Regions from separate parts of the Mus musculus genome. Here all the other regions are linked to region 2. The links are chromatin contacts, called in public HiChIP or PLAC-seq and promoter capture Hi-C maps. All regions are on one chromosome and are shown on one strand. The core of a region is the stretch at or near the end of the contact, and the rest is flanking DNA. Distances in the headings are between cores, read along the strand shown.

What was found. Promoter capture Hi-C pulls out the DNA fragments that hold promoters and counts their contacts. HiChIP or PLAC-seq counts read pairs in DNA pulled down with a chosen protein or histone mark.
Region 1: a contact with region 2 is called in a promoter capture Hi-C map of hippocampal neurons, with 2.5 times the contacts expected there. The contact joins the enhancer-like site here to the promoter of Egfem1 in region 2. A contact is called at or near these places in 4 of 39 promoter capture datasets (the 3T3-L1 cell line, cranial neural crest, hippocampal neurons and 1 more) and 2 of 115 datasets of contacts at active chromatin or transcription factors (embryonic forebrain and embryonic midbrain).
Region 3: an H3K27ac HiChIP or PLAC-seq map of VIP interneurons shows a contact between it and region 2, with 6 times the contacts expected there. The contact joins the enhancer-like site here to the promoter of Egfem1 in region 2. A contact is called at or near these places in 12 of 39 promoter capture datasets (the 3T3-L1 cell line, cranial neural crest, embryonic stem cells and 6 more), 7 of 115 datasets of contacts at active chromatin or transcription factors (VIP interneurons, astrocytes, embryonic basal ganglia and 4 more) and 1 of 9 other capture datasets (embryonic trunk).

Annotation. Positions count from the first base shown.
Region 1 is chr3:29,606,734-29,610,923 of GRCm38.p6, reverse strand. All of the region lies in intron 6 of Egfem1 (EGF-like and EMI domain containing 1), which reads right to left. Among named protein-coding and RNA genes, the nearest start is that of Mir21b, 28 kb to the left of the region's middle. Within about 2 kb of position 1,968, at least 6 of the 459 cell types and tissues checked have an H3K27ac peak or open chromatin away from gene starts, as enhancers often do. A contact at or near this core is called in hippocampal neurons, where this site is marked.
Region 2 is chr3:29,081,215-29,085,833 of GRCm38.p6, reverse strand. Egfem1 (EGF-like and EMI domain containing 1) reads right to left here and starts at 3,303. Exons shown (of 15, transcript NM_029412.2): 1 at 2,896-3,303. The coding sequence starts at 2,984.
Region 3 is chr3:29,698,558-29,703,003 of GRCm38.p6, reverse strand. No RefSeq gene overlaps it. Among named protein-coding and RNA genes, the nearest start is that of Gm42197, 4.7 kb to the right of the region's middle. Within about 2 kb of position 1,698, at least 15 of the 459 cell types and tissues checked have an H3K27ac peak or open chromatin away from gene starts, as enhancers often do. A contact at or near this core is called in VIP interneurons, where this site is marked.

The DNA.
Region 1 (4,190 bases), core at 719-3,218, 530 kb before region 2:
GAAAATATCTAATAAAAAAAGAAATGCACACACACACACAGACACCTAAAAGTAGTGTTCCAAACATCCAACAGAAATAACACTGGTGAGGCATCAGCAAGATGTCCTTTGCCAGGTGTCTGTCACAGCCCCCTTGCTTCTCAGCTAATCTCTTCAGCAGTCTACCACCCACTTGCCCACCATGCAGTACAAAGATACCATGATCGAGCTCGATGCAGCAGAATCAGCAGTACAGCTGAATTTATAGCAACCTCCTTAGGGTATAGATAAATCGCTCTTAGGGTTCACCACTGCACAAAAACTGCGTGACTTATAGGGGTTGAGCAGATGAAAAAACATCTCAGTTCTTGTCAGTTAAGAAATAAACAGTATCTACTTCCACTGGACTGTGCACAGCAAAGTAGTCGATCATGCCAATAAGAACAAGAAACCTCTACTGCCCTTTCTGCCCAGTGTTCCAGAACAACACAAGAAAGGAACCCTGGTTCCCTGATGCTGTTCCAAGTGCAGCAAATTTAGTCTTTAGATTATTTGGACTACTTGATAAGCTTTCCTGCTGATTCATATAATTCTAAAATAGGAAACTTTAATATTAATTTCTCCCTTCTACTTTTTAAAACTGTTAGCTACTAATCTCTAGATGGGCAAGTGTAGGTGATAGACACTAGCCATCAAAAGTCAATGAATTTGAGCACTGGTGATGCAGCTCAGTTGGTAGAAATTGGAAGATGCTGAGATATAGTGTGCAAAGTGTTTGCCCAAACCACATAAACCAGGGGTGGTGGTGCACATTTATAGTTCCAGAAGTCTACATTGGCAATTTAAGTTCATCATCCTCTGGTTTGGGAACCACACAAGCTACAGAAGATCCGATCACAAAATATATCTATGAACTTGTAACTCAGAGTGACATGAGTTTAGACCTACCCTGACTGGTACTCAAGGAAATGGCCCCTGCTGCTTCCCACAGCTTAGAGTGAATAACTGGTGTAGAACAGTACGACTCAAGCCACGTATAGCTGCTCAAATAGCAGATGCCGAATTCACAAAGAACTCTTTATTCTCCTCGGTTGTGAAACATAGGATATTTTTCTTTGAGTGTCTAACCATCATCCTGACTTTGCCCTATTCAGGGTCAAGAAACAAAACATAATACAAAAAGATGTGACAAAAGGGACAGAAAATGGAACCACCCAGAGGATGCTTGTATGAGTGTGTGGTATGCATGTATGTGTTTATGCATGTGTGTGTGTGAGTGTGTGTACAAAGTCAGGAACCATTCACTTTTTTTGAGACAGAGTCCCCCAGGACATTTGTTAGAAATGGGAGACACCTAGCTGTTTCATGTGGTTCTTGAGACCCAACTCAGCACTTCTCCAACTGAGCCTCTGATGAAAAGCTGAGTTGTCACTGTAAAATTCAAAGCCAAGGGAACCTTAATTAATTCAATAAAAATAAAAGACAGAGGCATACATTTAATCGAAACTACTACTAGGAATTGCAATGAATATATTCAGTGTTTCTCTTGAATGGAAATATATATTAGAGAACAAGAGCCCACACTCATTATGCTTACAGTGCATGTTGAAGCAATATTCTGAATATCTTTGTTTGGGTAATTTTTAGGATAATCAGGATCATTTTAATTCTTGATCCTATAATAGCTCACCACTACAAATCATTTAGACGTAGCTGACTGATCTTCTTAGAAAGATCTGCTAACCTAGAGCCACAAATAGTTTTAAAAACAAAAAATAGAAAAAGCGACAGTTGTTTAGGGTGAACAATGAGTGAACTAGATTGTGGGAAAAGTATTCAAATAATCTTGTGAAATGCCACAAAGTTTGGAAAAAAAAAAAAAAGGTTTTCTGCTCTCCACATGCTGCGTCTGTGCAGCAGGGAATTATGCTGATAGTACCTTGCTTTCAGCGTTTGCCTTCTCGTATGAGCTGGCTGTGTGGAAGGCACCCAGGCCTGGAGTATTCAACTGTGATCTGAATGCACCCTGGCTCATAAGCCCCATTGTTAACATAGCAAGGGCTGACAGCTTGAATGCTGGAAGAGGCAAGAAATGAAATAAAACAGATGTCAAGAAAAAATCCCTCAGCTTGTTTGGGCATAACTAGCACACTGAGGAACCAACTGCCAAAGGGAATATGTTTCTATTTCCTACTGACTCCTGAGGGGTTTAGGATAATATAGTTTGATACTATTCCCATCCCCAAAGGTAACCATCCCACACATTAATCCAAACTCAAGACAACTCCAATGATCATTGTCTAAACAGCCTTATTCTGACAAAATGTAATTCCTTCTTTGTGACATTGCTTCTAACTTGTGGGGAACAATAGCCTTCCAGGAAGTCACAGATCGAGAGAAAAATTCTATTGCTGCTCCAGTTTTCAGTTCATACATGCCCACTGGTGATATGTAAGACACTTCTAAGGGCATTTAGAATGCTCGATCCAAAGTGACACTTTAGCAATCCAGATGGGATTCTAATGGTATCTTATCCTTATCCTCCCGAAGATCATGGAAAGGTAGGTGCTCTGCAAGAGGCTGTAATACAATTAAATTTATAAAAGCAGATCTGAACTAGAGATGATAATAAGGAATTCTTCATAAACCTTTACTACTTAACTTTCATCTGCAGTTAGTAAGCACAACAGGCTCTTCCATGTTACAACACTAAGACCAACACACACACATATATATATATGCATAAATATATTTCATAATACACATACAGATATATACATTTACACACTGTATAAACATACATATATAAAAATATATGTCACACATATACATATACATACTATATATACATATATCTTACATATACATATCTGTACATACACATATGTACACATATGCATTAATACATGTATAGGCACAGAGATATATCACACACATACACATACATCAATCACACATACATATACTCATATATCATATACACACAAACACACATAACACAAACCTATGACACACATATATGTACACATACATCACAAAAACACACATTCATAATTTAAATAACTGCCTTAAATTATACTCCAGAAGAAACTAATAGTAGATTAAACATTAAATTTAGTAAAATAAAACTCTGAAAATACTCGAGGCTTATTTATAAATATTTGTCTATAAACAATGGGGTCTTAGAGGTTAAAGAGAAAGAATAAATTTAAAATGCTAAGAAATATAGTATACTAAATAAATCCTAAAAAACAAACTTATAAAACAAAAATTGAAAACCAAAAAATAGTTTCAACCTACTTGCAAAAAAATAAATGTCATTTATAAAGAATGAGCTAACTAAGCAAGTAGTTCAAAAATAAAGAGTACACAGCGTTAGTTGACATATACTGTAGAGTTCAGGAACTTAGTGTGATGCTATTTCAAGTCATTGTAGTAGATAGATACCATGGTGTGCTTCCACATGAGAACTGCAACGTACAGCTCTCAACTGTTTTGTTGTTGCCAGCTGACAGTTTTCGGCTGGACTTCTCTTTAGGAATGGGCATTAGTAGACCCACCTTGGCCAGGGTCACACTCCTACCTTAGAACTGTCTATATCTGATCGGGTCCTTTGCAGATGTAAAGCTCTGACATCCTGCATGATGGTGGGTCAATATCAAGGGCTGTTCCATCTCTGACACCCTTGGGAAGTGTCTCGGGCTTGCTGCCATCCAGCTGTCCCTCCACCCAGTTCTTCTGCTCATAGCCCTCTTCACTTGTGTTCTTTCTCACACTGTGCTTTAAGATGCATCCTGAGAACATGTCTCAGAATTTGCTTCCTAGAAATCCCTACTTACCACCGCTGGTCTGAGCAGTGTGAGACCCAGATTTCAGTTGAAGCTCTAGAGCAGTGGTTCTCAGCCTTTTCTAATGTGTGACCCTTTAGTGCAGCTCCTGTGTTCCTCATAAAATTGCTTAGTTGCTACTTCATAATTGTAATTTTGCTACTGTTATGAATTGTAATGCAAATATCGTTGGCGATGTTTGCCAAGGAGGCCTTGACCACAGGTTGAAAACTGCTACTCTAGCATTTGGCCAGTCTTCGCTCAGATCAGACATACTTCATCCTTTGGCTAGCCATGGCTGCTGTAAAGCTAGGGAATCCTGTATCAGCTTAGAGGTTCATAAGAAAGCTGATCACTGTAACTCCTTCCATGGGTGATTGTTTC
Region 2 (4,619 bases), core at 2,054-4,553:
CAATTAGAACTCAAATGGTGCACAGACTGTCTATAGAGCCTAGAGTGCTTGCAACCCAGAAGAGCTTCCCAAAGTGCCTTAACCTCCCCTAAGTTGAAAATATCAGCTTTGATCTCAATGAGAAGATGTGGAAAAATTAAAGCAATTTCCATCAATACAGTCTATGCCTGGATGTCCTGGAACTAGATGTGGCAGTCCAGGCTTACTTGTAAACTCAGTAGTTGCAAGGTGAAGGCAGAAGGATCAGGAGTTCAAGGACACATTCACTTACAGAGTAGGCGAGATCAGGTCTAGCAAGGACTGCATAAACCCCTTGTCAAAAACAAGAAAGAGGAGGAGGAGGGGAAAGCGAAGGGGAAGGAGGGGGAGGAGGAAGAGAAAGAGGAAGAGAAAGAAAAGAAAGAAGATGGGGAGAAAGGGGAAGAGAAAGAGGAGGAGGAGGGAGAGGAGGAGGGAAAGGAGGAGGAGGAGAGGAGGAGGAAAGGAAATAAAGCAAGAAGCCCAAACTATCTGTGTTCAGTTCTGGCTATGCCTCTTCCTAATTTTTGAGCATGAGAGAGAGCACTGCTTGGCTCTCAGGACTGGTAAATGCAAATTCAGGTTTAAACGAGTACCCTGAAGTCATCTGTTGTCTAAATAAGAATCCAAGGGGCTGTGGTTTGTGATGTCCACTCACGCAAGAGCACTTCAGCATCCGGCTGATTCTTTGAACTAGCCTCACATTAGTCATCCAAAGGCTTCAGAATGTGTCCAAACAAAATCCTCAGATGGAGCGATCATTATGAGAACTGGAAAACCCATGGCACACATAACTTGTCACACTAATAAAGTTTTAAATGAGTTTGCTGTCTAAGAAAAGCAGTCATAAATGTAAGGCATATATAAATCTGACTACTAGTCAGTTGCCCCTTCGTCCTCTAAGACAAGCTACATACAACTCTTTCCTGTGTTGATGACCTATAAGTGTGAGCCAGAAGGATGGCCCGCTTTCATTAAGGGTCATTACCTCATCTGAAGCCTGCTTTCTCTGGTCATAGACCTCAGAGGTCAATAATAATCTCAGGAAGAATTCTCTCACACTTACCAAATAGGCAGGTGCAGTGCCAGGGCCCAGTGCTCTGTACAGCTGTATTCCACATGCCAAGAATTACAAAGAAACCTGGCAATAGAACCTACAGTGGTTGCTAATAAGCAAACTCTAGCACCAGAGAGGACTGAATAGAAATATGACCGAATTTCCCCTACCAGAAAGTATTAAAAGTCATCAGAGTGACTTCAGCAATTCATTTGTAAACACATTTCAATTACATGTTTGAAGAATTTATATTTGGTTTAGTATCTGACTTCATCTCACCTGATATATAAATGAGCTACAGTTATTAAACAACACACACACACACACACACACATACACACACACACACACACACACACACACACACACACACAGAAATATCATCCTTCCAGGTCAAATCAACACTGAAAGAAGATAAACACTCTCTCATAAGAGTGGAGTGGAGTGTGTCTCCCTGCTGGGATTGTTCATCTTGCATGGGTGACTGAGACTACCTAGCAAGCAAGGCAAGTGGGGACCACATTAACAGAGCTAACACAAGTTTGCTCTAAACCAATGTATAAGATGTCTGCTTTCGACAGGCAGAGGTTACTCAGAGTGATGCTTCTGAGATAAACTGAAGAGTCTAAACTCACCTCTTCAAGGTAAGCAATGCAAATCTTATCAATTCCAGGGAAACCAAGAACTCCTTAAATGGCAAAGGTATCCACATCTAGCATCTGTGTAGTCATGAAGTTGTGAGATTCAATGACACTCTGGCCCTGTTCATAGTTAATGGCTTGTGCAGTGACCAGGTAGCAAACTGAATTTCACAAAGGGTAAAATATTGAGATGTAAAGTGGACCCCAAACAGTATTTATTTTTTTACATGAAAAAGCGAAGCTTTAGGTTATTTCTCTAAACCACTTTTCTATTGCATAATATTTGTATTTCAGAAAAGTGAAGAAGAGGATAAGATGTTCAAAAAGGCTTTGCTGTGTGCTCATAACTGCCCAAGAGCATGTCAGGAAAAGCAGAATTTGAGCTTCCCCGCCAGACTGTTAAAAGCTGGAGATCCTGGTGTAAAGCAAGATCTGGCAAAAACTTCTCCAGCCAGTGAAGGAGACCGGGCTATTAGACTTTCCAGGAACTTCTCCCAGCGCGCCACAGGGGACAGAAACTAGACATTTCCCAGCCATACCCATTTCTAATGCAGAAGGAATCCTCCTTGTACCCCTTCCTCCTAACTCTCCAACTAACCTAAGCTGCTGACACGTGCTTTTGCTGGCTCCTTGCCTCTCTCGTCAGACCTGTGAAATAATCCATTCTTCATCATACCTCACAAAAAACCACACTGGATTCTACACACACACACACACACACACACACACACACACACACTAAATGTCAAGATTTTCCCCATTCGACAAGATTTCAGGCAAACGCCTTGTAGAATGTGGCCAGTTACGCCCCAAACATGAAATTAAGTGAAACACATACAGGCGCATACAAACACTCAAACTCCGGGGCGAGAAGGGGGAGTGATGTCTGTCAGGTTCTTTGAAAAAAAAAATCAGGTTGAAAGCACTGGACCATTGGCAGTAGTTCTGCTGGGCGGTGGCGCTCCTGAGGTCTAGTATGTGTGATTACGTTCCCTCCCCAAACCGGTCAATGACATCCCCAAGTTCTTGTGTCTAGTGCCTGGTAGAACCCCAATCCCTCCACAGCTTCCCAGAGAGACCTAGTCTCTGCCTCTGCCACCGTTTTGCTCGGATAGGGCGGGGGCGCACGGACCGAAGCCGCTGTCCCCGCGCGTTCCGGAGCTGGCGAGCGCCACTTACATGCCGGGCTGGAGCTGTAGGGCGCTTCCTGGCGGCCAGTTGGCAGCGGCCCAGACGCAGAAACACCAGAAGCACAGTGGGGAGGTCATCTCGGTGATGGTGAGCCGGTGGGGCCACCGCCCCAACTGCGCGCGGTGCGCAGCTTGGGATCCTCAAGTCCGAAGCCCGCTCAGAAGTTAGGCTCGCCAAGCAGAAGTTGCTAGTGCCGGGCTCGCTCTCGAGGACCGCGACGTGCGTCTTGCTGCGGAGGGCACCGCAGCAGCTCGACCCCAGCAGACGACACCCGCAACAGCGCCCGTGCTAGCAGTGGCCGGCCAAACCAACCCCGGGCACTGTAGCCCAAGAGCTGCACAGCCCTGCACTGCCGGCGGCGACTGGAGACCAGTGAGACCAGCGGTCCTGCAGCCCCCCCCCCCCCCCCCCCGCAGTCCCGGTACCATGGCAACGCGCTCGCCGCCCTCTGGCCCCAGCCCCTCCGGAGCGCTTAAAGAGACAGCCCCCTTGGCCACCACGCGCTCCTTGGGCTGTCAGGCGGCCCCCACCCCCACGCCCTCTTCACCTCCTCTTCTCCAAGGGGCTCCGGGCGGTGGCTGGGGAAGCATCTAGCATGCTACATCATGTTCTTCCACCAATAATCCATACAACTCTACTCCCAACCTCTTCCTCCAAACCCTTTGAGCATCCTCCGCCCCAAGCTAGCAAAGATGCTTTCCTCCTCCAACACCAACCTGCTTAAAACCAACCAGCTGCGCATCTGCCACCAGCAGAGAGCAAAAGCAAGCTGACTTTTGATTCTTTCTCGCTCAGCTCCCTCCCACCTGGAGGCTGTGAAGACAGTCGGAGCACCGCTCTGAGGGAGGTAAGCTTGAAGTGAGAAAGGAACTGCAATTGACCGAGTCCAGTTTGCTGCCAAATCGACAGTTGCTGCACACATCGCTGGCGCATCCAGAAGTCCTGGATATTGAAAAGCGAGATAATCGCCCTCCGCTGTATTTGGCCACCATTTCACTCATTTTAGGCACCAAGAGTTTTAAGAGGCGCCAGCTCTTCTCCAAACCTAGACCCTCCTTTCCTTCAAACCAGGTCCCATGCCTAAAATCCGCAGAGCAACCTCCAGTTGCTAGCCCCCCAAGGCCCTTCCAGAAGGGGACAGCGTCTGCTCGAATCCAGAAGCTTCGGCTGTGGTGCTGGCCAGTGCTGCCAAAGATGCGCAGCCAAGAGCAGAGCAGAGCCATAGCCAGTAGCTTCTCAGGCCGGAGGCTATGCCTTTGCCTGGCGCCAGCTGCTGTCTGGAAGGCCACAAGCCTCTGGGAGTGTGTTTCGTGAAAATAAAAATCTATGGCGCGTCATGCCCTCCAACAAGGACAGCCTAGGCTCGGAAGCCATCATTTTCGGTTTAGCCCAGCAAAATGTGCAGCAATCTTCTGGGAGACAAACTTTTGCTTTTATTGCTAAACTTAGGAAAAGTGTCTCTCCCTCCAGTGACTTGTTCCTTGTCAAATACTTAAAGTGGTACTATCTGATTGCCTCACTCCTAGGAGCCCTAAAAGAATAGTTCTCAAAATATGTTTTAGGTTCTCTCTTGCCCCCCATGGTTGAATTAATCATCTACCCCTTAGTTTCAAATCAGTGTTCCTTTCCTTTCTTTCAGCTTTTCTGGAAGAACTGGAAGGATGCTGTGGAGGTTTCTTTGAAAAGGGGGGAGAGAGAGAGAGAGAGAGAGA
Region 3 (4,446 bases), core at 449-2,948, 620 kb before region 2:
ATCTCTCAGGATCCACATTCAGAAATAGATGAAGGTGAATAAATACAGATAATGACTGAACAGATATAAAATAATATGTTACATAATAGCCAAGCTCATGTTTAAACCATCCTCCAAAGAAACTCTCTAGGCTGGGGAGACAATGTCTCAGCCACTAAGATACTCATGAGCACAAGGATCTGAATTCAGATTCCCAGGTTCCATTCCAAAAAAAAAAACAGGCATGGGACAGCAAGTGTCTGTAACCTTAGCAACATTGCAGGGCAGAGAGAAGCTTGTTTGTAGAATTCACTTCTCAGAAAGTCTAGTCTAATGGTTAGCTCCAGGTTGAATGCCAAATCTTGTCACAAAAACTAAGATGTTGAACAACCAAGAAAGATACTCAATGTTGACCTCTGGCCTCCGTGAGCATGTGAGTTTGTATACTGGAAGGAATAGGTATTCTATACCTACTCCTAGTACACACACACACACACACACACACACCAAGGTCTTAATTGACTAATGTAGCATCTTGCCATTTTGTCAACTAATCATTATTCCATTCCTTTTCCCCTTTCTTTCATCTCTTATCACATCTGAGTCCAAATCCAGCCACTGTCTACAAAGACCTATCATTGCGCACCATTGGGTGTTTACTAACTAGAAACCTTATGTGAGATGAAGTTCATACCTGACTATCCTACAAATTCTATATACAGCGTTAGAAGTTTAGCTGGTATGCCACCTCTTCAAGGAAGCCTTCAGGATTCTACCTCAGAAGGATGAATCAGAGCTGCAAATCAACAAGCATTACATTTTCTTCTTTTACATATTTTTAAGTGACTTATACACCTTTCTTACTCACTGAATTTTATATATAGTCCTTGAGGGCAAGATGTTGTCTTACCTTGTTTAATATATCAAATAGCACTTAATAAGTCATTTGTAAAGCAAGTCTCACTGGAGAATAAGAATAGAGCTTAATGACATTATGACCTGGCAAACTTCAGTGAACTGAAAAATTTCTCAGCATAATCTAAGGCTTAGGAACTTTCAAATTGTTTTGTTTTTAAAAAGTAACATGAAAGTAATAATATTTAGATATAGTGGGATAAATAACAACCTAAGAAAAAGAATTTTCTATGTCAAGATAATCTTTGTGTTTTCATAGTAGGACATTCTAGTGCAAGAATAATGCATGCCAAGTAAATAAAGAGAAATACCCAGTCTTAGGTAAATAAAAATTGCAAGCTGCATACTGCATGATCTCTTCTGAGAATATAATCTCTGTGCCTGGATGCCTGCAAATGGTTTGTGTATTAGAGAGTAAAACTTCTGGATGGCTCACTTTGGAAAACAAAAAAAAGCATTTGTTTAGTGCTCTGTCAGATACTCAATTCAGGAATAATCATGGATTAGTGGAGGCAGCTAGCCAGCTATACTTACCAACAGACAGAGAATTTTAAACAAGGTTAAGATTAGGGAGCCCTGTGAAAACAAAGAGGACTTGAACATCAGGCATCTGCAGAAGGTAGAGGCAGTTCAGGTTCCTATTTACACTAGATGAAGAACAGCATTTACATTCAGCTGAGAAAGTAGAGGATCTGGCATAAGTTTGAATCCAGTTGGACTGGCTGACCTCAGAGTCCCTCTCAGAACTGTCATTGCATTGTGTCCTCGTCAGAGCAGGCTGTGAAAATCAGTGGAACATGTTGCAGACAGACAAACAAAAGCATCATTCATCCATCATTAAATGGAGCATGGGCTATTGTGATAATGACAACTCTGTAACGCTCCCTGCTGTGACAATCAGTCTTTTTATTGCAATATACAAATGTGGGGCTCAAAACAGAAAAGAGTAACTTCTATTTATAGATTATTTTCAATGGAACAAAATTTCTTTATCTTTTTTTTTTTTTTTTTTTTTTTTTTGGTTTTTCGAGACAGGGTTTCTCTATGTAGCCCTGGCTGTCCTGGAACTCAGTTTGTAGACCAGGCTGGCCTCGAACTCAGAAATCTGCCTGCCTCTGCCTCCCGAGTGCTTTATCTTTTCCTGATTGATAGTATATGGCTACAGTAGTAAACACTGAACACTATTTTAATGAATAAACTTATGGACACTATACCTATTATCTAATGTTGAATTACAAATTACTTAATTTCAGATAGGTTTCTTATATCTTCCTAGATTTTGTTTCCTTGTCTGTAAGTTATATGTCCTGGTTAGATATTTGTCAACTCAACGGAAACTAGAGTCTTCTGGGAAAAGAACCTAAATTGAGAACATGCCTTGGTCATCTTGCCTGTAGGTATGTCAGTGAGGCATTCTGGTAAATGATTGATGAAGGAAGGCCCAATCTACTGTGGGTGGTGCTGCTCCTAGGTAGGTGGTACTAGATGGTGTAAGATAGTAGGCTGAGCAAGCCATGTAGGTGTTCCTCCATGGTCCCTGCTTCAGTTCCTGCCTCCAGGTACCTGCCCAGCTAAATTCTAGCCCTAACTTCACTCAGTGACAACTCTGATATGGAAGTATTAAAATCAAATAAACCACTTGGACTTGAGCTTTGTACAAGGTGATAAATATGGATCAATTTACGTTCTTCTACATGCAGACAGCCAGGTAGACCAGCACCATTTGTTGAAGACACTTCCTTTTCTTTCACTGTATGGTTTTAGCTTCTTTGTCAAAGATCAAGTGTGTGGGTCTTCGATTCTATTACACCGATTGACCTGTCTGTCTCTGTACCAATACCATGCGGTTTTTATCACTATTGCTCTGTAGTACAGCTTGAGGTCAGGCATGGTGATTCTCTCAGAATTTTTTTTTTTATTGTTAAGAATTTTTTCGCTCTCCTGTTTTGTTTTGTTTTGTTTTGTTTTGTTTTGTTTTTTTCTTCCATATGAAGTTGAGATTTGTTCTTTCCATGTCTGTGAAGAATTGTGTTGGAATTTTGATGGGGATTGCTTTGAATCTGTACATTGCTTTTAGTAAGATGGCCACTTTTACTATGTTAATCCTACCGATCCGTGAGCATGGGAGATCTTTCCATCTTCTGAGGTATTCTTTGATTTCTTTCTTCAGGGACTTGAAGTTCTTGTCATAGAGATTTTTCACTTGGTTAAAGTTACATCAAGATATTTTATATTATTTGTGGCTACTGTGAAGGGTGTTTGTTTCCCTATGTTCTTTCTCAGCCCATTTGTCATTTGTATAAAGAAGGCAACCTCACAGGAAGACCAATAGTATCAACTAACTTGGACCACTGGGAGCTCACCAAGCAAAGAACATACTTTGGTGGGTCCATGGCCCCCAGCAGGTATGTAGCAGAGGATTGACTTATTTGACCTCAGTGGGAGAGGATCTGCCTAATCCAGTAGAAACTTGATCCCCCAGGGAAATGGTGGGGTGTGTGGGTGAGGAGGTTTCTGGGTGGGTGGGAGAATGCCCTCTCAGAGGCAAAGGAGAAGGGGCATGAGAGGGGGAATCAGGAAGGAGGCAATATTTGCAATGTAAATAAATAAAATACTTTTTTAAAAGATGAAAAAAACTCTTTCCTTCCTCTGAGTGCTTTCAGTTGTGTTTATTACAGTGATTGAAAGTAATCTAAAACATTAAGGTTAGTAACACTACCAAATTCTGACATATGTTCAGAGGAGTCCATGAGAAATGACAGAAAGCACATCCCCATGGGTGGCATGGGAAGGGACGGAGTTGTGTGCTTGAGTATACCTTGGCCGGAGAGTTCAGGTAGGGAGTGGGAGATGCCATCTATACCTTGTAACAGGTAGGGACTTAGGGATGCTAGGAGAACTTAGTACATCAGTTAGCCTTTGGCCCAGCTTGGAGCCCTAACAAGTATGATGTTGGTACTTAGTATAGAAGCATGGATATATAACACAGTATCTTATTTAGTATATCTATATTGATAATGTGTTATATTTATTTTCTAGTTGATAAGTGTATAGGGAAATAAAAATTTGGCAATAAACCAAGAATAAAATTGTGCTCCTCTTTGATACTGTTGGTTTTCTAAACCTTAAAAAACTACTTTTGGAATTGGACTAGAGCCTGTGGTTTTGAGAATCTATCCATCTTCTCTCCCTTTCCATCTTAACAGCCCTCATAATTCAGTAGAGCTTATTCCGTCCAAGTCACTGGCTGTTTCTTAGTTTCTTAAATTCTGTATTTATCATGCCTCCTTTCACTTGACTAACTCTATGAAAGTTCAACCCGATTCTTCTTTACAGAGTTGTCAAGAACATTGGTTAATTGAAGCTAGAAAGTCTTTCTTGAACATGTCTGGTATGTCCAGAGCTGGAGATATAAAAGTGAATGCTAGTACTTACCACTGACAAGCAGACAACTAATTATAATACACTGATCCTAATACTATGAAGTGAAAGGACCTTGTGGTTTGGTTTGTTCACCTACGATGAAAGATGAAATCCTTGAATCCTAACCAT